Linked DNA regions of Mus musculus: regions 2, 3, 4, 5, 6 and 7 are each linked to region 1. Evidence: chromatin contacts called from public HiChIP or PLAC-seq and promoter capture Hi-C data. All regions are on one chromosome and are shown on one strand. The core of a region is the stretch at or near the end of the contact, and the rest is flanking DNA. Distances in the headings are between cores, read along the strand shown.

Region 1 (3,202 bases), core at 656-3,155:
CCAGAGGGTTTGCTTTACAGCTTCTCTATGGGGGGGGGGGCAGCAAACCAGAGTCTCAAAGGGGCTGGAACACCAGATAATCCCTAGGCTCAGTTGACCTCTGTTTGCTGGAGATGGAAGAGGAGATGGATGAGGTACTTTGGGTGGTGTAGCTGGGTTCAGAGGGACCAAAGCTTCCGTTGGAGAAGTTAAGGGCAGAATTATATAAACCCCAGCTCTGATTCCCATGAGGAGGGAGTAGTATCTGGGGAAGAGGGCACACGGCTAAATGCCATGGCTTCTAGGTTCTATTCTTGGTCCCTCCCTTGAGCCATTCTAACCACAAACCAACCCCCCCACCCCCCACCTTCTGCCTTTAGGAGGATTAAGACATCATGAATAGAGATGCATGGCCCCATCCTGTTCTCAGCCACCCATCCCTCTTCTAGCTTCTCCTCCTCTGGCCCAGCATGCCTTTGGCCAGCACTCATGGATAGGCCAGGCCTATCATCCCTGCAATGATGTCCCGGCCACATCTCACATTCCACATCTCACACTCCTTTATGCTCCCACACCTCAGCCCTGGAGCCCCAGATCCATTATCAAGAATGAGTTTTTGAAGCCATTGGCTCAGCCCAGCCTTCCACTGAGGCCCCACGTAGGGACCTAAGACAGCATGGTTTTGTTCGCAAGCCCTTATAACTCCTTCGATAACTACACCGTAGTGAGTTGTCATCGCAGTTCAACACTTACATTCTCCAGCATGCATTCATTCTGGAAGACAGTCATACAACGCAGGAGTCCTATGGTGAGTGAACCAATCTCTGAGGAGGCCTATCCCACCCGTGCTCTCTCTCCGTGCTCCCACCCATCTTCCTCTCCGACACTTGGGTTACATTAAGGACCCTCCTGCCTGGTGCCCTAGGGAAAGGGCCTGCTCTGCTCACTTGGCAAAAGGCCCGGCTTCCAAAAACACATTCTCTTCGGATCTACGCTCTGTTGGTCCCAACAACCTTCTCTGGGATCGTCCAGCTTTGGGATAGAAATCAAAGCCCCTGGTTTTCTATAGAGAGCAGAGGAGGAAGAAGAGAGAGGATTCAGTGCTCTGGGACTCACCTGACATGTCTTCTGGGCACGGAGATGGGAGAGGGGGGGCATGTCGATAAAATGATACGCCTCATGGTTTAGGACACAAGGGTCCCAGTCCCAAGACTCTGCCGGGCCCGCACAGTCTGGATGGCCTGTTGATTCTTGAACTTGACCAGGCCCAGGGTGATCTGAGCGTTCCAGCCAGGGTCTTCGAGGGGGCAGCGGAAGTCGATCTCGCCCCCGCCTTCGGTCACTAGCGTGAAGTAGATGTGGCGCCCGGTGCTCTCTACGCACTCCACGGCTTTGATGCGGGCGAAGCTGAGCTCCTTGGGCCGGCCGCCCGTGCCCTTGGCCTCGAAGAGCTGCAGCCCGCGCTCGGTGAGCACGCAGCGCTTCCGCTTCCACAGCTGCAGCAGCCCGCCGCTGCGCTTCTCCAGCACGCCCTCCTTCAGCACGGTCGCCGCCGCCGTCATGGGCACCCCGAGGTTCCCACAGCTCTGGAGGCTGCGGCGATCCCGGCTGTCCCGGCTCTACAGCGCCGGCTTCTCGCGCCCTGGAGCTGGTTGGCCTTGCTCCCTGTGCGGTCGAGCCTGCGGCCCGGGCCGCCTCGCAGACAGCGGGTACCGGGAGGCTCGTGCGATGCTACTCTCTCGCCGCCGGCTTGGAACCCTGCGCGCCGCTTCGACCTCCCCGAGCCTCTACCCGGTGCCCTGCGCCTCGCCGCCCGCACGCCCGCTCCCCTGCGCTCCGTCTGCGAGCTGGGCGGCTGCTGGCGGGATGTGCCCTTACATGTTCCACCGCTCGCCTCCTGCGCCGCCCGCCGCGCATTCCTGCCCCGCTGGCCCTCCCCTCTGCGCCGCGCACCCGCCCGGACAGGGCCCCGGGGGGCGGGGCTGCAGTGGGGCTCCAACACCCATCAGCAGCGCGGGCCCGGGAGGGGGCTGCTTTCTCAATAGCCTGCGGGCTGCCCCTTCTTAAAACACCGCTCCGAGCCCCTCACCCGACCCCCAGCCTCAACCGTTCACCCCGGCCTCACACCCGGGGCATAGCAGAAGGAGAAAGAGGAGAAGTGGGGGAGGGCCGAGGATCCTCTCCTAGAGGAGCCAGGTCATTGCTGGCCTGGGGTGGGGCCGGCTTGACGATAACGCAGTGGCACCATGGCAGGGTGGGTGTCAAATACCCGCTGCTTCTCAGAGCACGAGAGTTCTGGTCGCCCAGCCTCTGCCAAAAGCTAGTGTTGGGTCTGTCCACCATCATCAGCAGATGTCTCTCTGCTGGGCTCAAGGGAGGCTGGCCACAGATCTGACAACCTACTCTCCCACCTTTCCCTGCCTCTACTTAGGTAGGCGTTAGAAAATAGTGTGTATAAAGTGGGGAGAGAGAAATCCTGATGGATCAATGGGAAGTAGACACACGTGCTGTGGGTGTGGGGTTGTCTCACAGAGCATTGACTTGGAGCCCAACCATGCCTACTGCAGTTAGCCCTCAGCCTTGTGGCTTCTCTGCAGAGTCCACAGCAGAGAATGGGCTTCTCCTGGGACACTATGCTGAAGGGAGACAGGCTTTTCTCAGTTGACTTCAAACCTCTCCTACCTGGCCAATGGCTCTAACCTTATTCCATACTTTCATGTATCAAATGGGATAACTAATCCATTCTGATCTGGTAGGATTGTTGCGAAGAGCAACTTAGTGACCATTCGTGAAGACCCGGGACAGATCTGCCAACTCAGTTATTTCTCTCTTCCTACTATGTCTTCCATCATATAAGGTCAGAAGCCGGAGAAAGATGTCTCTCCTAGGACCTCCCTCATCTGGCCCTCTTGGTCAACCCCTCCAGGCCAAAGTTTCTTAAACACCTACTCATGGACATGTTAATCGTAAAGGTTCTGGGACTAATGATAAATAATTAGTCAGAAAGAAGACCTCTTTGTACTCACACCTCCTGTTTTGGTCCTCGGTGTCGAAAAACTAACGGGCACAGGGAGGATTCTGTTGTGAGCCGGGGGTATCCTCCCCTGCAGAACCAAGCCAGCTGTGGAGAGAAAGAGTCATCAGTTTCCCATCCAGAGCCCTGTCTGTCCCTCCCTCTGACCTTCTCCCTGTCCCTCAGCTCCCAACTCCCACAATGCCACTC
Region 2 (3,011 bases), core at 45-2,544, 390 kb after region 1:
CAGTAACCTTGCAGGAGCAACTAGGAGCCAAGGCAGTAATGGGCAGGGGAATCACATCTTGCCTGGACCACTTAGTCAAATATCTTACTCTCTATTTAAGCTTTGCCCTTACTTGAGATGGACTAGGATCTTTGTGCCGAGACCCCTCTTGGGGTTAGAAGCACCCTTTCACACAAGGGTTGCCCAAGACCATCAGAAAACAGATATTTACATTACATTCATAACAGTAGCAAAATTACAATTATGAAGTAGCAATGAAAATAATATTATGGTTGGGAGTCACCACAGTTTGAGGAACTGTGTCAAAGGGTTGCCACAGTAGGAAGGCTGAGACCCACAGGACTAGGGCATGGAAAGGAATCACTAGATCTCCATGACCCTCTTTCCAGTGTGGCCATATTGAATACATTTCACTATTAATTTGGTTATTTTAATTGTCTATTGAGGGTAATTGTCTAAACCTGGCTCGTTGGAGCCCCAGGCTCTGACGCTGAGTCCTGCATCAACTCCACACGAGTTGGTAAAGGTACATTGACTTTCTTCTTTGAGACTTTCCACCTGTAACTAACTGTTGACCCTGATAGCTTATGTAGTATTTTTTGCAGGCTTGCTCCATGAAGAAAAAGAGTTTCCACTGTAAAGTGTTTAACTGGCTGTGTCTCAAGTGGCGGCGGCCACCCCTACCGGTGAGGAGTGAGGCTATAGTTGGAGCTGTCCATTCAGAGGGAGAAGGGGCCATCTCAGGAGCCAGTGCAGCTGCCAGGGCCCAGGCCCTGTGGGCACCGATGGGGACAAAGCTTCTCTGAACTTCCTCTCAATGGATGCCTGTTTCTAGGAATGGGGGCAGGGTGACGCTGCCCCATCCTCCCCCTGCAGGACGTCCAAGACTGGACACCAGAGCAGAGGAGGTCCCACACAAGGGAAGGTGCGGCCCTGCCCCTCCAGAGTTGGCCCATGAGCTGTTCATTAGGAGGTGGCACCAGGATCAGTGTTTCTGGGGTCTGGGATAATGATTGGTCTCAGGAGAGAGGCGGGCACAGGGTACTGCCAGGCCTCCCTGACCGCAGTGACCAGCTGTTGGCTGTGCCCTTAAGGGCTCAGACTAAAGGAGTCACCACACTGTTGTGGACAGAGAGAGCAGGGCTGTGTCTTGGGGTGAGGGGTACCAGGCCGGTGCTGAGGCTGGGTGGGCGTCGCTGGTGGGCAGACCCCTGGGCGGGGCCCTGGCAGGGTTACTGCAGGCGGGGCGTTAGTCCCGCCCCAAGAAGGCGGGAGAGGAGCCAGAGCCTGGCCGCGGGCTGGGCGGTGCTGCAGCTCCCGCCGGCCGGCTTCGTCCAGCTTTGTCCTGCGGCCCCTTTTCCAGGCCGTCCTGGCCGCGCCCAGCCCCCTCTCGCCATGCCGCCCGCGGGGCCCCGCGGGACCGCGCCGCTCGCAGCCGTCGTCCTGCTGGTGCTTGGGGCTCCTCTGGGTAAGGGATGGAGAGCGACACGAGATGGGTGGGGTGGGGCGAGATCAGGGAGAGGTGAAAGGGACCAGCCATGTCCTCAGAGGCTATCTTCCGGGTGTCCATGCCCCCCAGATGCTTGCGGTTGTTCCCGGAGCAGGAAAGAAAGGGCGCTGAGAGGTCAGGCAGCGGGAACCTGACCCCCAGGCGCGGGGTTCAGCTTCAGGGAGAAAGGGGCTTCTAGGACTTCTAGCTTAGGGTAGAAACAAAAGTGAGCTTTCAGCTTGTCAAGGCAGTGAGATTGAGGGTGGCTAGAACTGAATTGGACTGGTGTCCACTGGGCACCTCCACCCCTGCCCGCAGCGCTGGCGAGTGAGGACTGCTTGTGGTATCTGGACCGGAATGGCTCCTGGCATCCGGGATTTGACTGCGAGTTCTTCACCTTCTGCTGCGGGACCTGCTACCAGCGGTACTGCTGCAGGGACCTGACCTTACTCATCACCGAGAGACAGCAGAAACACTGCCTGGCCTTCAGGTGGGCTGCGGACTCCCACTCCACCCCCTCTCCGGAGGCCTCCTGCTGGCTCCAGTGCCCACCTCCACATTCTTAACTGCAGGAGTCACCAGGACTCCAAATGGTGACAGAGCTGGGTGGTTGGTGTTAGTTACCATGGGCTTGCCTGGGCTGTTTCCAGGGGCTTTCTGGATCCTGACAGGTCCTGGGAGGGAGTGTGCTGAGTTAACACTAACATTCAAACAGCAGAGTGCCTTGGTAGACGCTCTGGTGAGAGGGCAGGAAGACTTGGGTTTTGTTTCCAGGCTGGTGCACTGTGATCCAGCTAAGGCGCTTGCCCTCTATAGAGTACCGCTACCTTTTAAAATAATATGGAAGTTGCTAGCCCGGCCTGGTGGCTCGCACCTGTAATCCCAGCACTCAGAAGGCTGAGGCGGGAAGATCATCACTAAAGAGTTCCAGACCAGCCTGGGCTACAAAGTGAGACTATCTCAAAAACGATAACACCACCAAATAAATAAATAAATAAATAAATAAACAAACAAATAAGAAAAGAAAAGAAAAGAAAAGAAAAGAAAAGAAAAGAAAAGAAAAGAAAAGAAAAGAAACAGTTGCCAAAATTAAAAGTTTTGCTAATCCTTCCCCCATCCAGCCCAGGGCTAAGGGTAGGCCCTCAAACAGGCCAACATGCTACTTTAAGCTACACTCCCAGCCCCCAAATTAGTGGTTTCAAACTTTTTAAAGGGAGCTGCAAACACATAAAACTGATATAAGGGGATTGCAAGCTCTTGTAAGATTTGATGATAATGGCCCTTCATTATTTCAAAGGCTCCATTGAGGCCAACATACTTTAAACCTAACCAATATAAAAGCAGTGGTAGGTGGGCACACTACAAATCCCAGCATGCCTCATGCCAGCTACCCAGACAGCATGGCCTCCTGGGAAGTAGAGGTCTCTTAGAGCTACTTAACAAGGTGGGCAGAATTAATCCCACAGGGAACCCCAAGACATAGCATGCTGTGGCTCCCTGCTGGCCAAGAGTTGGAGTCAGC
Region 3 (3,162 bases), core at 1-2,500, 300 kb after region 1:
TGGGAGATGTCGAAGGGGAGAGGCGCCAGGGAGGTGGAGAACAGCCAGGGAGGCAGAGGACATTATTATGCCTGATTCACTTACACTGCAATCTGTCAGCCATCGTGGCTGTCAGGGCTGGACTAGTTCCAGAAAATGAATTTAGAGGGTGAATTTTCTTAGGACAGGAAGTTCCATTTGGCCAAGAGAAAACAAACTAAAACACAGTTCTGGTGAGTTCTGAATCTAGAGTCAGGTTTTGGCCAAGGGTCCGAGCCCTTCCCTTCAGTGGGAGATGTGATGCCAGGCCCCAGAGCTCGACTTGGGATCCCTGATGTTGAACCAATCTTACACCGTGTTGGATGGTGCAGCCAAGCTGCTGACGATGACACACTTGGCCAGGAAGCGGCCCTGATCACTGTATTGCCTCTACAAAAGGACCACTTGGCCTAGAGTCCTACAGGCACCCTAACCTGAGGTTGGCCTCAGAGCAAGGTGCCATGGAGGAAAAGAGACGTAGGAAAGAAGAGAGAGGCAAGGCCAGTCCCTCAGAGGGGGAGATGTGCATGTAGAAATGAGTGAAGAGGCCAGGGCCACTCCAGGCTCTGAGTAGATTTTCAGGGAATATGAATAGGGGCCGGGGAGGTGGTGGTGGTGGTGGTGATCAGAATTCGGCCTGAGGGGGCAAGCTTGAAATCCCAGGTACTTGAGAGGTTGCAGCAGCAGGAGGGTCACAAGTTCAAGGCCAGCCTGAGTAACTTAGTGAAATCTCTCAAATTTTGAAAAAAGACAGAAGGTCAAAGAAAGATGCTCAGAGCTTGCCATGTATTTGCCTGGGAGCCCAGGACTCTGCAGATTTACAGGAAACATGGAAGATACTGCCTCCGGTTTTCAGGCTCTAAGGCACTGGTGAAGTTTGACTTGTTGTTCAAAGAGGACACGTAGGAGGAGGCAGGGAGGGTGTTGCAGACACCACAGGGACTGGGCATGAGTGACCTACCCAAAGCCTTCCTCCTCTTGTTATGAGGGTAACAAGAGGACCATTTGCTGCAGTGCTCTCATGGGGGCTGTTTATCCATCCTTGAGTGGTCCCCTGTCTGCTCCTGTACCCCATTCCCTTTACCTTTTCCTATACCCATTGCTTCCAGGAGCTAGCTGGAGTCCAACCACTGGGAACCTTCCCCCCCCACCCCCCCTTCAGAGATCCAGAGTTCCCACAGGATCCAGCACCCTTTCCAATGTAGCCCTGCCCCCTAGTGGCCAAAATGGGGAATGCCCTGAAGTGGTTTGCATGGCTACTGGCATCCCTCACTCCCATGCCCCCACCCCCAGCCCTTCCAGAGAGAGGCATTAGTTCCAAACCCAGGGTGAGATAAGAATAGGGTTAGGGTGCAGAGGCAGAAGAGATAAACCAAACAGAACCTACTGGAAGGTCATTTTGTGCCACAAGAGCTGGCCCTATGTAGTGACGTTAAACCAAAAGCCATAAGACTGATCCCAGAGGCTGTTGTCCTCCCATTAAGCCGGTCCACTCACCTACCACACAAAACAGGGAGGGACTTTACCCCCGCTGATGTCCCTAGCAGCTCCTAAGGCCTGCCTCACCATCTGCGCTCTGTTATTCAAGAAGCTTGGTCTCTCCAGAAAGCCTATCTGATTCCACCTCGTCTGCCCATGGAGATCAATATGTTAAAACCACCCAGAGTTTTGTTTGCGTTGGTCGGTCAGCCCGGAGATGGGGAAAATCTGTTAAACCACTCCTGTACCAGCCACTTACTTCCCTCTTCTGCAGCCGCAAGCGCCTTAAGTTCTTCTTTGTACGTTTGTGTCAGGCTAACCTAGTGGCCGCTTTCGAGCAGAGCCTGGTGAATATGACATCCCGCCTGCGACACCTGGCAGAGACGGCCGAGGAGAAGGTAAGAGGCCCAGGGTGGTGAATTCTAAACCCACCATTCCACTCCATCGTCACCGGCCATTCGCTCACTGGTGGTGAGACCAGGGCTGCTTCTCAACCTGCCTGTCAGTACAGTGTCCCAAGCTCCACACTCCCCGTTCCTCTGCCTTTCCTGTTGAGAGCAGTAGAATCCCATTCCCAGTTCCCTGTAGGCATTTCTGCTGAGCCTCTAACAACACCACCATCATTTCCTGTAGGACACCGAGCTGTTGGATTTGCGAGAAACTATAGACTTCCTGAAGAAAAAGAATTCCGAGGCCCAGGCAGTCATCCAGGGAGCGTTAAATGCCTCAGAAGCCACGCCCAAAGGTAGGATAGCAGTCAGAGTGAATGGAACTGAAAAAGGACAGAAGTGGAGGGAAGGAAGGTCGTTGTTGGGCCCACAGCACACCAACTCTCATATCTACTTTCTAGAAGGCGAGGGTCCTTAGGTACTCTTCAGTGTGATGTCTGGGTATCCAGTGAGGGGTGTTCTGAACATGACCTCATAAACCCTGAGGATGAGGGCAAGGAGAGGAAATTTGTAATCGCCACAGGCCTGCTACACTCTCCTCAGCCTTTAGACCAAAGCCAGAGACCAGTCAGAGATGTCTCAACAGGGCCTCATCATTTAACCCCGATTAGCCTGACACCCAACCACCCTGCTGTCATCAGTGCTGGGGTCATGGGTGCATGCCACCAGGCCCAGCTCAAGACTGTTCCTTTTTGTTTATTTTTAAATTTTTACTTTTTTTTTTTCCTTAAGGTTTTGAACAAGTACATATCCTATGTTGACTATTTTATCCCTCTGCCTCTCCTTTTCCCTTCTCAGCCCTCTCCCTTCCTGTCACCCTTCCCCCTCCCCTAGAGAGGCTTAGTTCTGCCTTCCTGACACATACAAGCCACATACTGTATGACATACTGTAAGACATATAAGCCACATACTGTAAGACATATATGACATACTGTAAGACAGCCAATTCTTGCTGGAGTATCATCAAAATATATTAGGTCATGGACCAAGAGCACAAGTTCAGAGCCAGCCTGGGTCACAGAGGCAGTTATAGATCAACCTGTGCTATGGAATGAGACCCTGTTTCAAGAAAAGGAAAAAAGAAAAGATGAACAACAAAAACTGATATGGTGCCTCATACATACAATCCTAGCACTTGGGAGGCAAGGCAGGAGCACTGTCACAAGTTCAAGACCAACCTGGTGTACATAGTGGCACTCTGCTAAAACACCGGCAG
Region 4 (3,484 bases), core at 939-3,438, 510 kb after region 1:
TGAGACAATCTACTGTAGCCTAAGATAGCCCCAAACTCAAATGTAGCTGAGACTGACTGACCCTGAGCGCTGGAATTCCAGACACATGCATATCTTTTGCTAGGCAATAATCGCTCTACCAGCTGTACTCCCACATTCCAGGGTAAGTGACTGGAATTCTCACTTACTATATCCCTTTAAAAATTCCCTGAGTGGGATGGTTGTAGCCAGAGGGAAAAGGCACCAACAACTGCTTGTCACTTTCCAAATTTGGTAGCCTGAACAAACCACTTATCAAGACAACAACTATATATCATTTCTTTTCTTCTCTCTCTCTCTCTCTCTCTCTCTCTCTCTCACTCTCTCTCTCTCTCTCTCTTTTGAAAGAGTCTCACTACTATGTAGCCCTTGATAACCTAGAACTCACTATGTAGTCCAGGCTTGGCCTTCAGCTCGCAGAGGTCCACTTGCCTTGGGAGTTGAGAGATTAAAGGGATGCATCTCCACATGTGTCCAACAGTGCTTTTTAAAAATATTTTTAAAACCATGCTTACAGCCAGGCATAGTGGGCGTGCCTTTAATCCCAGTACTGGGGAGGCAGAGGTAGGTAGAGTTCTGAGTTGGAGGCTAGCCACATAGTAAGTCCCAGGATAGCTAGAACTATGTAAAGACCATGTCTCAAAAAAGATGCAAACATGTGTGTGTGTATATGTGTGTGTGTGTGTGTATATCTTGTTTGTTTAGTGTGTATGTGTGTGTACACTTGCACATAAAGGTCAGAGTACCACATTACAGGAGTCAGTTTTCTCCTTTTATCATGTATGGATGGAACACGGGTCCATCCATAGCATCCTTAGCAGCAGGTATCCTTATCCACTGAGCTATCTCAGCAGCCCCACATTGCTTATTGGATGTTTTTGGATGAGGATAGTTATATTAAAAAGGTTTCTGGTGTTGGTCTGGGTAGTTACCCTTTAACCCATCTCTAGAGCCTGTCTCTTGAGTTTGAGGCCAGCCTGGTATATGTAGCTAGACAAAGTTTCAAAAATGAACAGAATCCTGGGACTAGAACCCATTTGTAGAATGCTTGCATAAGAAGCTCTGGGTTCAATTTCCTGCATCTCCAGAGGGATTTTGTTCTGTAGTTTTAGTTTTTCAAGACAGAGTTTCTCTGTGTAGCCCTGGCTGTCCTGGAACTCACTCTGTAGACAAGGCTGGCCTCGAACTCAGAAATCCTTCTACCTCTACTTCAGGAGTGCTGGGATTAAAGATGTGCGCTGCCCTCCTCCACCCCAATTTGTTTTTGTTTTTTAAGGGCCCCGGTAAACAGTAAATTAACATGTGCATCCTGTTTGTCTTTGTAATGACTCAAATGTTGGGCTTCTGACCACTAGAGGGCAGCAGGCAGATACTAATGGAGTGGGCGGAGAGAAGGGTAATCAGGAGCAGACCAGACTCGCGGATAAACCAAACAGCACCGCCAGCCGACCCTAGGCGAGGAGAGCGCCACAGGCACCAAGGGAAGACTTGAAGTAGTGTCTGATCTCTACCGCTTCAGCAACCATCGCGTTTGGGTGGGCTCCAGACAGGCAAAGTGCCAGCAAATGGTCTCTGTAGCTGACTAGACAGACTATCAGACCCAAACCACCACTGGACCGTGAATGTTGCCCAGTGTGTTGCCTAGCCGCTTTCAGAATCCCAGCTTCTGGGTGTTGTGGAGGAAACCCCTTAGCCTCGGTAACTTTCACCAGGCCCTTCTTGTCTCTAGACCTCTAGACAGTTGGAAGCATCAGTCTTGACCCAGCCACCGGTTCAGATTCCTTGCCTTGCTTTCTCCTCCCCAGTTCAGCCCTGGCCAGGCCCCCAGGAAGAATTTCCAGGGCCAGAGGGCAGCCTAAGGCACAGATGCCCACCCCTGCAATGTTCCCGCCACCTGCCCAGTTCAGTACCCAGGGCCCAACCCCAGAGGGTGCGGAATGACAGATTCTGACAATCATTAAACCAGCCAGGCCTGATTTCCCAGCACCGCCTGCTAGGATCTGGGCCAAGTGGCACGGAATATGCAAATCACCTGGGACAGGGAGCCCAGTCTGAAGGCCAGGAAATCCCCAGCATCCAATGAGCCACCAGCTCAGGTTACAACCGGGGACGTACGCCGAAGACCTGGAGGGGAGGAGCTCCTGCTTTGCTCTATTTAGAGCGGGTGGGGGCAGCGCCCTGGCCACACTCATCACTGCTACCTGCGGAGCCTTCGACCGCTTAGATTTCTTCCCTTCCTGTGGCCTCAGAAGCCTGCTCACCCGCCTGCCACACCGAACCCTGACACACCTCGGTACGGTCACATTCCCTAACTCTGGCTTCAGGAACCGTCCAGTGGATTTACAGTTCTGAACTTAATCACTCAGGCTTGGAGGTTCCTAGCTGGAGTGTTGGGGCTACTGTGGGTGTATTCTGGGACTGGTCAGAGACCAGATCGGTGTCTTGGAGGGACAGGGTGGCTTCTTTGGTTCAGGAGCCCACGTGATTTGTGGAGAGAGCCCCAGAAGAATTTGTATCATGGTCCCACCCGCTTTGAGATTATTTTTATTTTTCGGAGCCGAATTTCCCAGTTTGGCGCCAGCTGGCCTGACCCTTCTAGGCTCAAGAGAGCATCCAACCTCAGCTTCCCCAAGTAGCTGGCTCTTGGTGGTGATGGTGGTGGTGGTGGTGGTGGTGGTGGTGGTGGTGGTGGTGTGTGTGTGTTTGTGTGTGTGTGGTGGAGGGGGGGGGTGTTGAAGAGAGAATGTCTACAGCAACACTGAACTTCCTGCCTCTCGGCTGTTGCTGCCCAGGCTTTGCCAGACAGAAATGGAAGTGTACCCTGACCTGTACCCTCCCCACCTTGTCTCCTCTTCCCAGGGGCCCTCATGGCTGCCACCTGTGAGATCAGCAACGTTTTTAGTAACTACTTCAACGCCATGTACAGCTCAGAAGACCCCACCCTGGCTCCTGCTCCTCCGACTACCTTTGGCACTGAAGACTTGGTGTTGACCCTGAACAACCAACAGATGACACTGGAAGGTCCAGGTGAGTGCTGTGTAAAATCTTTACAGACAGGACACCAATGATCTGAGAGGCTCTTAGATGATAAATGGACAGGGAGGAAGGGTATCCTGGAGTTAGTGGCTGGGGAGGATTTATTCATTCATATGTTTGTGTAGTACTGGGGAAAGAACCCAAACAAGACCTTATTTATGCTAGACTGTGTTCCTAGTCCCGAGAAGACTGTAGTGGCTGAGGTGGTGGGAATATAAGAACTGTGGTGACAGATTAAGGGAGGATGAACTTGAGAACTAGCCATGTTGTGATTGTGGATATGTATCTGTCCCTCTCCGCCCCTCCTCGGGTTGTGTAGGACCTCAGACAAGATCCCAAAGGGACAGGACTGATCCTCTGGCTGTACTCCACCTTGCAGAGAAGGCAAGCTGGACTAGCGAGCGGCCCCAGTTCTGGTCGAAGACCCAGG
Region 5 (3,226 bases), core at 424-2,923, 450 kb after region 1:
TTCAAGGCCAGACTGGTCTACAGAGTAAGTTCCAGGACAGCAAGGGCTACACAGAGAAACCCTGTCTCGAAACACCCCCCCACCCAAAAAAAAGTCTGGAAAATATGTCATTTGTCACTGCAGTCTATTACTTATTACATTGGCTTTCCTATTAAATAAGTACCTATATTTAAAAAAATAATTAAAACATGAGTATTTTGTCTGAATTATCTGTGTATCATAAGTGGGCCTGGTGTCTGCAGAGGCCAGCAGAGGGTGTTAGATCCCCTGAAACTGGAGTAACAGACAATTGTGAGTTGCCATTTGTGCTGGGAATTGAACCCCAGTCCTCTAGAACAGTCAGGCTCTTGATTGCTATGCCATCTGTCTAGCCTCAAATATCTAGCTTTGTTTTGTTGTTGTTGTTGTTTTTTTTTTTGAGACAGGGTTTCTCTGTGTAGCCTTGGCTGTCCTGGAACTCACTCTGTAGACCAGGCTGGCCTCGAACTCAGAAATTTGCCTGCCTCTGCCTCCCAAGTGCTGGGAATAAAGGCGTCCGCCACCACGCCCGGCGTTGTTGTTGTTTTAAGGTGGAATGGAACAAGAACTCCCTTTATAGCTGGCAGTGACTGTGTTTTCCTGATAAGGCTGGTGAAACTTCATACTTTTAGCTTTTTCTTCTTTAACAAGGGAAGTCTGGAGTATCTCAGGATGGCTTTGAACTCTAAATGCAACTGAGGATATAACACTGAACTTCAATATGTGCCACCATAACCGTGTGTGTGTGTGTGTGTGTGTGTGTGTGTGTGTGTGTGTGTGTGTGTATGATGCTGGGGATCTGACTTACCAACTTAAGTATGACTATAGCCCTATTTTCAGTCTCTTTTCTCTGGGCTAAACATATCTCATGCTTTCTGGGTTATCCTTTGTGGGGAGGCATGGAAGAGGATCTGGCACCAACGACCCCCAAAATCAATGGTCTCAAATTGGCCATGGCTCCTGAAATGGTCCAATTGTCTCTATAAGATGAACACTTATTTTCGGGCTGCTAAATTGGCTCAGTGGGTAAAGTACTCGCTGTCAGCCCTGACAATTCCAGTTCTGTAGACTCTCCTTAGACCTCCATGCACCCACCAGATCCCGTACATACATCAATTAATAAAAATAATCTTTATTTTAAAAGTTATCTATTACATTCCAGACATTATGACTATATAGATCTGCTCTAAAAGAGCTACATATATTTATTAAAGATTCACTGTTCACGGCAAATTAAGTAGCACTATTAATAAATACCTGACAGCAAAAGCACTTTTTAAAAAATAGCGGCTGGATAGTGGTGACACACACCTTTAATCCAGCACTCGGGAGGCACAGGCTGGCTGATCTGAGTTTGAAGCCAGACTGGGCTACATAAGCGAGTTCCAGGGCAGAGAAACTCTGTCTCGAAAAAAAGGGCAATCAATGTTTATCCCAGGCCACGGGGCTGATCTGAACTCTGTCACTCAGTACTCCGAACCCCCGAACCTCCACGCCCTGGCCGGGGAGCCTCCACGCTCCGGGTCTACAAGGAGTCCGATTGCCATTGGCTGCGGCAGGAAGAGATGCTCCAATCCCCGTCCAGTAGCACGCCTCCGCCTGGGATCACTTCCGTCGCGGGGATCAATTTCCGCCCAGCGTGCCGTAGACTCTCGCGCGGGTTGGAGCCAAGATGGAGGAATACGCGAGAGAGCCGTGGTGAGTTGCCGCCGCCGCCCTTGTCCCTTAATTACCTCCTCCATCCGCCGTGGTCGGAGTCTGAGGTGCAAGCGGAGCTCCGCGCGGCTCGGCGCCGAGATCTGGGCAGCTGTGGGTAGTGTGGATGAGCGTGACAAAGGTGGCTTTTTAGCGCAGTGTGCCAGGACCCCAGCACCCCTGTGACCTTGTGGTGCATTGGGAGGAGGTCCGGTGCTGGGCTTGGTGGAGCTTTGGAACCTCCTCCCTATGGCAGGTGCTGTCGACTTTGTGCGGGGACAATAATGATCCCTTCTGCCTGCTGAGGCGACCTTGAACACGTCCCTAAGCCTCGCTCTGCTCAGTTTCTGCCTCGACGAAGGGAATGTAGATCTCCGAGTGCCATACCCGAGGCCTTATGCCTATGAGGACTAAGTGTCCCCACGATGAAGCATTTCAAATGAGTAGACCACAAATTTCACCCAACATCCAAGGGGGCTGGATGAGCTCCTTGTAGGCTGAAGCGGCCTTTCCTATGTGGAATTCCCGAAGAAAAAAGATATATCAGTATGTGGAAAATAGGAAGAGATGAGCTGCGTGTGTTCTCTGAAAAGCCATGAATAGACATAAATTCATTAAGTGTTTATTAAGTAAGGGCTGTATGCTTGGCTCAAGGTGTAAACAAGAGTAAATCAGGCATAGCTGTTTGCAGTAAATTAATGTAATAGCTGTCGAGTCTCAACAGTTGTTTGAATAAAGCCTCAGGTGTCACAAGCTAATAGATCTTGGTATTCTGGGTTTTTGTTTGTAATGAGCGTCAGGGTATTATCCTCAAATAGTGTGTCTGCCCAGGATTTTAAATTATTATTTGGTGGCACTCCCAAAAGTATGCTTCAGCCTTCTGTCCTCAGAGGAGGTTATCTCCATGTGTTGGGGTTGGATATGCAGGGTTTAGCTGGACTGTATAAATTGGTACTAGATGCCGTATAATGACACAGATTAGCAGGAGGGGTAATTTTGATACATTTGAGTTTTCCCCAGGTCAGGTGGCACAGGCCTCATGAGGTAGAAGCAGGAGAGCCAGCAAGTTTAAGGACAGCCTGGGCTCCATAGCAAGTTCTAGGGCAGCTGGGGTTAGACCTTGTGTCAGACATATTTTCATCAGAGTGCACTGTGCATGCTGGTAATCTCAGCACTTAGGTTCTAGGCTAGCCCAGGATACATAGCAAGGCCATGTCTTGATGTTTGATAAGTTACTGGACATTCCTTTTTTTTCTTGGTGTGTTCTGAGGCCAGCGCTGTCTGAAACAGTAGATGGTTTAATCATTGTCATAATACTTCTTTGTTGCTTTCTCGGAGTGCTTTAGGATCTATAAATAGAGTGGACAGAGTTTGCGGGGGGTTGGAGTACCAACTTTTGTGCTTAAGTTGGCTGTTCTAGTTATTTATTCCATCTGGGGCAGGCTACTTAACTTCTGTGTGAGCCTTCGTTCATTTGTAAAATACAGAGGAGATAGTCCCAGTCTTTTTATCA
Region 6 (3,086 bases), core at 181-2,680, 470 kb before region 1:
ACAGGGCAAGAGAGTTAATATATCCTTGAAGCAAAACTTGCTGGCCTTGCCAACTGAAATCAAATAGCTTCTAGTGGTCCGTATGGACAGGTACTAAGAAGAAGGTATTTGCTAGATCAATAGCTGCATACCAGGTACCAGAAAATATCTGAATTTGCTCAAGCAAGTACACTGTCTGGTACAGCCGCTGCAGTTGGAGTTGCTAACTGATTTGGTTTCCAATAGTCAACTGTCATTCTCCACAGCCCATCTGTCTTATGCACTGGCCAGATGGGAGAATTAATGGGAGATGCAGTGGGAGCCACCACCCCTGCCTCTTTCAAGTCCTTGATGGTGGCACTGATTTCTAGAGTTCCTCCAGAGATACGATACTGTTTTTGATTCACTATTTTCTTAGGCAGAGGCAACTCTAAAGGCTTCCATTTCAGCTTTTCAAATCATAACAGCCCTCACTCCACAGGTCAGGGAACCCATGTGAGAATTTTGCCAACTTCTAAGTATTGTGTATCTATCCCAATTATACATTTCTGGAACTGGGGAAATGACCACAGGATGAGTTTGGGGACCTACTGTGAGTTGGACATCAGCCAAATCTTCATTAATCACCTGTCCTCCATAAGCCCCTACTTTAACTGGAGGGCCACAGTGTTTCTTGGGATCAGTGTCAATTCAGAACCAGTATACAATAGACTCAGAAAAGTCTGATTGTTCTTTCTTCCAGTGCACAAGTTACTCTTGTAACTGTCTTGTAACTTCCCCTCCCCACCTCTATCTTAAATCCCCTACAGCTCGTAGGTCCTGCTGTGTTCCCTTGCCAAGATGTCTTGTACATCCTGCCTGTCAAAGGTTCCTCTTTAGAGAGCACACTCCTCTGGCCAGGCTTTGGGGACCCTCAGCCTGGTTCAACCTCCACTATCCGTTGGTTTTTGGTCTTCAAACGTATACCAGCTTGATCTGGACTTAAGAACCCTCCTAGTAAAGGAGTCTGAACTTTGAACTGCCATGCTTGGCCCTGGCAAGGACAGTACCAATGTAAACAGAACCAACGGAAAAAGGGGAAAGCGCGAGTTTGAATGAATGGATGGTTTCGTGGGCTCGTCGCAAGCAGCAGGAGGCGCTGCCCAGGAGTGTGTGCCTTGCCGCCAAAGCCGGAGTTCTGCCCGCTGCCCCCAAAAGGGACAGGGCTGGGAACTACGGAGGGGAGGCGACCAGGGTTCGATCGCGCCGCAGTCCCGGCCGCCAGAAAGGATAGGCGAGGAGGGGGAGGGGCGTGCCGTCTCCTTTCATTCTTCCACGCTTGGGTCTCCGGAATGAAAACTGCCCCCAGCCGGGCCAGAGAGAGGGGATGAAAGGCGGCCCCTAGGACCTCTAGTCGAGCCTCGCCCCGCCCAGATTTCAGAAACCGGCCTTGTAGGGGGTGTCACACCACGAGGCTGCGTGAATGCGGGAGACAGGGAGCAGCGTCGCCCCTCGCGCTGTTGCTGCCGCAGGATGCACACTTGGGCTGGCATTGCCCCAACCCAACGTGAGGCCCCGCCCCGTCTCTGGGTTCAGAATCTCGAATCCCTTCTAGCATCTTCCCCTCTCTTCACTGGGCCTTTGGTATGCCCCAGGGGACAGATGTCTTGGGATCTTTAACATTTGGGATGCTGCAAATGCCGAAGTTAAATGAAATACCTCCGGGGAGGGGAGGCCCGGGGGAGCCTTGGGGAGAGGGAAGATGGGCGGGACCAACAGGTCCTGAAGCTGCGCGACCGGCGCGGGGGGCGCGGGGGCAGGCGCGAGGCGCCAGAGCTCGGTGGGACAGGTAAGGCGGAAACTTAGTGAACGGAGCGCGGGAGAACTGGGGGGGGGGGGGGGGGGAAATCGAGCTCCTGAACCTCGGTCTTCATCCTCTGCAGAGGCAGTCTTGCAGGGAAAGGGGGTAATTTTACCAAGGGGTCGAGCATTCCCGAATTTCTACCCCAAAGCTGTTTCCAACGGCCAACCTTTCTCCTTCGACTCACTCCCCCGGCCGGTGGCTCTCCTGGCCAGGTTCCGAGAAGGCAGAAAGCAGGCAAACAAAAGGAGCCGGAGTCCCAGGCCGGCCTAGAAGGAGAGGGCGCGGTGGGGGAGGGGCTGGGGGGGACAGGACAAAGGGGCTTTTTACAGAGAGCCTTAGAGGTTTGATTTCAGGGTGCATCTTCTGTTACCCCTAGTTCTCCACCCTGGCTTAGTTGAGGTGAATACCTTTCCTAGTGGCCAGAGAGGAGTGGAGAAAGAAAACAGATATTCTTCCACCCCTCCTGCCCAGAGAGTCCCCGACTATTTCCCGAGCTCCGCGGCTGGTCATTGATTTGTTAATGCACTAAGTAATTGTGGGAATGCTGGTGGTTGTGCTTTGCTGGGTGCTGTTGGGGTGATGTGGTCAGGTTGAAGGACTTGGTTTTAAAAACTTTGACTCCTAAAGTATCACAGAAACTTCGGGGGCAGCGGAGAGAGCGGAGTATGTTTGGTTACAGGTCTGTGAAAGAGTTTGGACACGAAAGGTTTTGAAGAGATGGCTGTCGTGGAAAGGGCTTGTCTTCCACCTAGATGGGATTCCGGTGCTAGAAAATCTCACTTCCTCGCCTGTCCTCGTAGCCAGTGGCTCTGGGACCTGGGATCAGGGAAAATGGGTGCTGAGTTCCAAGTTAGTTTTAAGCTTCCTCTGGAGAGTGCCCACCTATCCCTTGATGGTGTCTTCCGATAACATCCATCTTGGCAGGAGGACTGTTAGTTAGGTCAGCCTAATTCCAAACCCTAGATTCTAGTGGATTGGGGGGATGCCGAGTTTGGACTTGGTTCAGTGCAAGCAGGTTGGTCTGTAAATCTATTGCTGAGCAACGGATTGATGCCCATCTTCAATGGAAGGCACTGCCAGTGCTGAGTTTCTGCAAAACGAGAGGAAAAAAAAAAGAAGAAGAAGAAAAAAGCTTCATTGCACAGCCTCCTGCAGGAGGCCCGGAGGGTAAGCCTTCCTCCCTGGTAGGTGGGCATCGAAGAGTGAGGAAGCTGCTGATTGGCTCCGGGGCTTGCCTCTTTGCAGGTTGCCTATTTCTTGGGGT
Region 7 (3,068 bases), core at 344-2,843, 340 kb after region 1:
ACTATGTTGCCCAGGCGAGGGGCAGGGCCAGCTCAGAATAGTGCCTCAGGCAGCAGTCCTGACCAGGGACATCTGCATGGCCTTTGGTGGTAAAACAGCCTGGGATATCAACACAGACCTGGTTGCCATAGGACCTCTAACCCAGACAGGTGGACCCCCGAAGCAGTATGGATCCAGATGTCCCACGGTATCAAGTGCAGCCATTCAGATTAGCATGTCTCCCCTCCCTCTGGCAGCATGCCTCTCAGATATCCACATGGTCTCTGGTAGCAGCCCAGACCACTGACATCCACTTTGCCTTTGATGCTAATTCAGGTGCCAGACATTGACACAGACTGCAACTCCAGCTGCAGCAGGACCAGGAACCCAGACATGGCCCTTGGGGGCAGCTGGAGCCAGGACCTCAGCATGGCCTCCTCATATCCCCCTATTCTTCACTGCCTTCAAGTCCCTAGTTCCACCTTTCTCCACAGTATATGAACCCTTCAGCTTGGTTTCCTCCTCCATCTCCACCACACTCCCCATCTTTCCCATCTCCCCATCACACATTCATCCATCGTAGTGGTAGCCACGGCAGGTGCTTGGGTGTCTTTCATCCGGCCTCCCCCAACACTTTTTAAAAAATTAAGTAATGCTATATATTTGCAGGATTCACTCATAGTAGTCACACTCATAGAATCACTCTAGAGCCATGTGTGGTGGCACATACCTGCAATCTCTGCAATGGGGGAGGTGAAAACAGAAAGATCAAGATAAGGGAGTTCAAGGCCAGTGTGGGCTACAGAGCAAGTTTGAGGCTAGTCTGGGCCACATATGACCTTGTCTCAAAACAAGATAACGACAAATAGGTAGATAATATTTTTTTTAAAAAAATCATTCTAGAAAAATGCTCCTTCGCCTGTAGGTAGTCTCCCCTGGACAGCCCTTTTTGACATTGGGTTCATCTAAGCTAAAAAGCTAGAAGACTGGATTTTTCTAAAGCAACCACTCCCCACTGCCAATTTCACTTCAGTTTTTCTGCGTGTCTCCTTTTCCCTGTCCGCTCCCCAGCATCTTAGGATCTCTAAAGCTAAACTGTAAACGGAGCCAACTGAATAACTGCTGTTTTTAGTTGAGGGGAGGGGTGTTAGTTTTAAAAAGATGCTATTCTGACCCCCTTCCTTAAGGCCCGACCTCTGTCCTAACTCATCTTAAATCTGGGCCTAGAATCATGCAGGTAGAGAGCGGTGATGGGCGAGGCGAGGGAGGGCATCTACAATCCCACTACAATCCACAGCAGACAAGGTGCAGGGCCTTCTGTGCTCACGCCCTCGGGATTAGCTTTCTTGCTCCCTTGCCATCAGGGCCTTGCCATCAAAGGTTACGCGCCTTTATTCCAAGCGCGTTTTCTAACAGCGCGTGCGACTTCAGGACTACAAACCGTTATGAGAATTCTGTGTGTGCATAGACGCCCAAAGCTTTCCTGGCCCGCGAATCGCGGTTCGGTTCCGGCAGCAGAAGGCGCTGTCTCCCGAGGCTGCGCTCTATCCCCGCCCCCCGCCCGCTCCCGCGTACTTAGGTGCGCAGGCGCGGCTTCGCGGATTGGCCGTACGCGGGAGCCGTCATTCGGTGGCGGGTCCCGGCCGCGGGGCTGGCGGGCTGAGGGGAGGAAAGATGGCGGCAGCGGCGGCAGCTGGTGCGGCTTCTGGGCTGCCGGGTCCAGTGGCACAGGGATTGAAGGAGGCGTTGGTGGATACCCTCACCGGAATCCTGTCCCCGGTGCAGGAGGTGCGGGCGGCTGCAGAGGAGCAGATTAAGGTGCTGGAGGTGACAGAGGGTGAGTGAGGCGGGACCGTCACGAGGATGGTTCGGACCAGGGCCGGCCGCACAGTCCGCTGACCGTAGGGATTTGGGGATCTTGAGCCAGCGGAGAGGTGGGCGTCAGGAGTGGATTAGGAAACGTGGGGGTGGGGGTGCCGCTGGTGGCTGGGAAAGTCCTAGAAGAAGGGTGGCGCGTCTGAAAGGAAAGGGTCGGGGGAGGTGGAGCCTTAGCGGGGATGGGGTGGGGGAAGACTTGAAAAGATAGATAGATAGTGGCGGGGTTCTGCCGAGGACAGAAATGAAGTTCGACGTGGTGCTGGCGGTGTCGCGCAATCTAGATGATCTCTGAGCCCAAGACAAGGTCTTTTTGCCGTTTTCTTCACCAGCTCTGTTGTAGTGGGATCAGGGAAGGGAGCTAGAGAAGAGCCAGAAGTAAGGCCCTTAAGGAGGCGGCCACCATCGAACAAGTTTCAGCATCAGAGTTTTAAATCTGGCTGGTTGTTCAGACACATCACGTTTTCCTAGAAATCAACTCAATCCGATGCATACGACGCTTCACTTTCCGACCATGCTTCCCGTTTGTTTTTTGTTTTTTAAAGACTTAATGGCAATTATTAAATTACTGTGCATTTCTATGTACAGGAACCGATCTTCCTTTGTTTTAGATTCTTTGTTCTCATCCTCCCGTTATGTTCTTTAACGTGTTAGAGAAGAAACTATTAGCTTGACGTTTTCTTTTAATTTCCTGTTTAGTGGGCTTTCAGCGGGCCTGTTTTCACAAAGAACAGAAAAAAGGGTCAAGTCTCCTTGGTCTTTATGTAAGAAACGTACCTGATTCGGAATTCCAGATCCTCGGAATCCCCAAGCTCAAGGGAATATTTCCACTGCTCCTTAAACTTAGGCTTCCTCAGAAATATGGGAGATTGTTTCCATATTTGACCAACCACCCTCAAAGCCTTGAGTTAATACTCCTGCAGGACTTTTTATTGAAAAGAAGTGGATGTGGTGGGGGAACCTCCCTTGAATTTAGTTTTTATATCCTCTAATATGACCAACTATTGAAGGCAAGTTTCCTTCTGTTGGGACTATTGGGATTTAATAGGTTAGAGACTATTTTGAAAGGCCAGGTGTAGTTTTATAACATTACCAGACTCTTAAGAGAGGGAACCGTGAATGGAAGAAAGCTATTGGAACGAAGCACATAACTAACTTGTCCTGAGGTTTCTAGGTCAAATTCCTTGACTTTACAGTTCATGCCTCTGCCTCCC

The links. Promoter capture Hi-C pulls out the DNA fragments that hold promoters and counts their contacts. HiChIP or PLAC-seq counts read pairs in DNA pulled down with a chosen protein or histone mark.
Region 2: an HNF4G HiChIP or PLAC-seq map of pancreatic cancer cells shows a contact between it and region 1. The contact joins the promoter of Shisa4 here to the promoter of Phlda3 in region 1. A contact is called at or near these places in 1 of 39 promoter capture datasets (the 3T3-L1 cell line), 1 of 15 datasets of contacts at CTCF or cohesin (embryonic stem cells), 3 of 484 Hi-C or Micro-C datasets (all in embryonic stem cells), 1 of 115 datasets of contacts at active chromatin or transcription factors (pancreatic cancer cells) and 2 of 9 other capture datasets (adipose tissue and pancreatic islet).
Region 3: an H3K4me3 HiChIP or PLAC-seq map of bone marrow-derived macrophages shows a contact between it and region 1, with 2.8 times the contacts expected there. The contact joins the enhancer-like site here to the promoter of Phlda3 in region 1. A contact is called at or near these places in 2 of 39 promoter capture datasets (the 3T3-L1 cell line and 3T3-L1-derived adipocytes), 2 of 484 Hi-C or Micro-C datasets (both in embryonic stem cells), 4 of 115 datasets of contacts at active chromatin or transcription factors (bone marrow-derived macrophages, embryonic stem cells and pancreatic cancer cells) and 1 of 9 other capture datasets (adipose tissue).
Region 4: a contact with region 1 is called in an H3K4me3 HiChIP or PLAC-seq map of embryonic stem cells, with 9 read pairs. The contact joins the promoter of Elf3 here to the promoter of Phlda3 in region 1. A contact is called at or near these places in 4 of 115 datasets of contacts at active chromatin or transcription factors (embryonic stem cells and pancreatic cancer cells) and 1 of 9 other capture datasets (adipose tissue).
Region 5: an HNF4G HiChIP or PLAC-seq map of pancreatic cancer cells shows a contact between it and region 1. The contact joins the promoter of Timm17a here to the promoter of Phlda3 in region 1. A contact is called at or near these places in 2 of 115 datasets of contacts at active chromatin or transcription factors (embryonic stem cells and pancreatic cancer cells).
Region 6: an H3K27ac HiChIP or PLAC-seq map of extraembryonic endoderm stem cells shows a contact between it and region 1. The contact joins the promoter of Inava here to the promoter of Phlda3 in region 1.
Region 7: a contact with region 1 is called in a promoter capture Hi-C map of stem cell-derived epiblast-like cells, with 3 times the contacts expected there. The contact joins the promoter of Ipo9 here to the promoter of Phlda3 in region 1. A contact is called at or near these places in 9 of 39 promoter capture datasets (the 3T3-L1 cell line, 3T3-L1-derived adipocytes, the HPC-7 cell line and 5 more), 1 of 15 datasets of contacts at CTCF or cohesin (embryonic stem cells), 6 of 115 datasets of contacts at active chromatin or transcription factors (astrocytes, bone marrow-derived macrophages, embryonic stem cells and 2 more) and 2 of 9 other capture datasets (adipose tissue and embryonic stem cells).

The regions. Positions count from the first base shown.
Region 1 is chr1:135,764,788-135,767,989 of GRCm38.p6, reverse strand. It overlaps Phlda3 (pleckstrin homology like domain, family A, member 3), which reads right to left and starts at 1,905. Exons shown (of 2, transcript NM_013750.2): 1 at 1,096-1,905. The coding sequence starts at 1,541. The coding sequence ends at 1,164.
Region 2 is chr1:135,373,346-135,376,356 of GRCm38.p6, reverse strand. Shisa4 (shisa family member 4) reads left to right here and starts at 1,294. Exons shown (of 5, transcript NM_175259.4): 1 at 1,294-1,468; 2 at 1,808-1,979. The coding sequence starts at 1,396.
Region 3 is chr1:135,459,424-135,462,585 of GRCm38.p6, reverse strand. It overlaps Nav1 (neuron navigator 1), which reads left to right. Exons shown (of 30, transcript NM_173437.2): 14 at 1,812-1,895; 15 at 2,131-2,242. Among named protein-coding and RNA genes, the nearest start is that of Mir1231, 6.3 kb to the right of the region's middle. Within about 2 kb of position 1,250, at least 31 of the 459 cell types and tissues checked have an H3K27ac peak or open chromatin away from gene starts, as enhancers often do. A contact at or near this core is called in bone marrow-derived macrophages, where this site is marked.
Region 4 is chr1:135,257,176-135,260,659 of GRCm38.p6, reverse strand. It overlaps Elf3 (E74-like factor 3), which reads left to right and starts at 2,188. Exons shown (of 9, transcript NM_007921.3): 1 at 2,188-2,311; 2 at 2,878-3,045; 3 at 3,434-3,484. The coding sequence starts at 2,886.
Region 5 is chr1:135,312,184-135,315,409 of GRCm38.p6, reverse strand. Timm17a (translocase of inner mitochondrial membrane 17a) reads left to right here and starts at 1,673. Exons shown (of 6, transcript NM_011590.2): 1 at 1,673-1,716. The coding sequence starts at 1,691.
Region 6 is chr1:136,232,624-136,235,709 of GRCm38.p6, reverse strand. It overlaps Inava (innate immunity activator), which reads left to right and starts at 1,430. Exons shown (of 10, transcript NM_028872.3): 1 at 1,430-1,807. The coding sequence starts at 1,605. It also overlaps the pseudogene Gm3878.
Region 7 is chr1:135,429,016-135,432,083 of GRCm38.p6, reverse strand. It overlaps Ipo9 (importin 9), which reads left to right and starts at 1,593. Exons shown (of 24, transcript NM_153774.1): 1 at 1,593-1,816. The coding sequence starts at 1,654.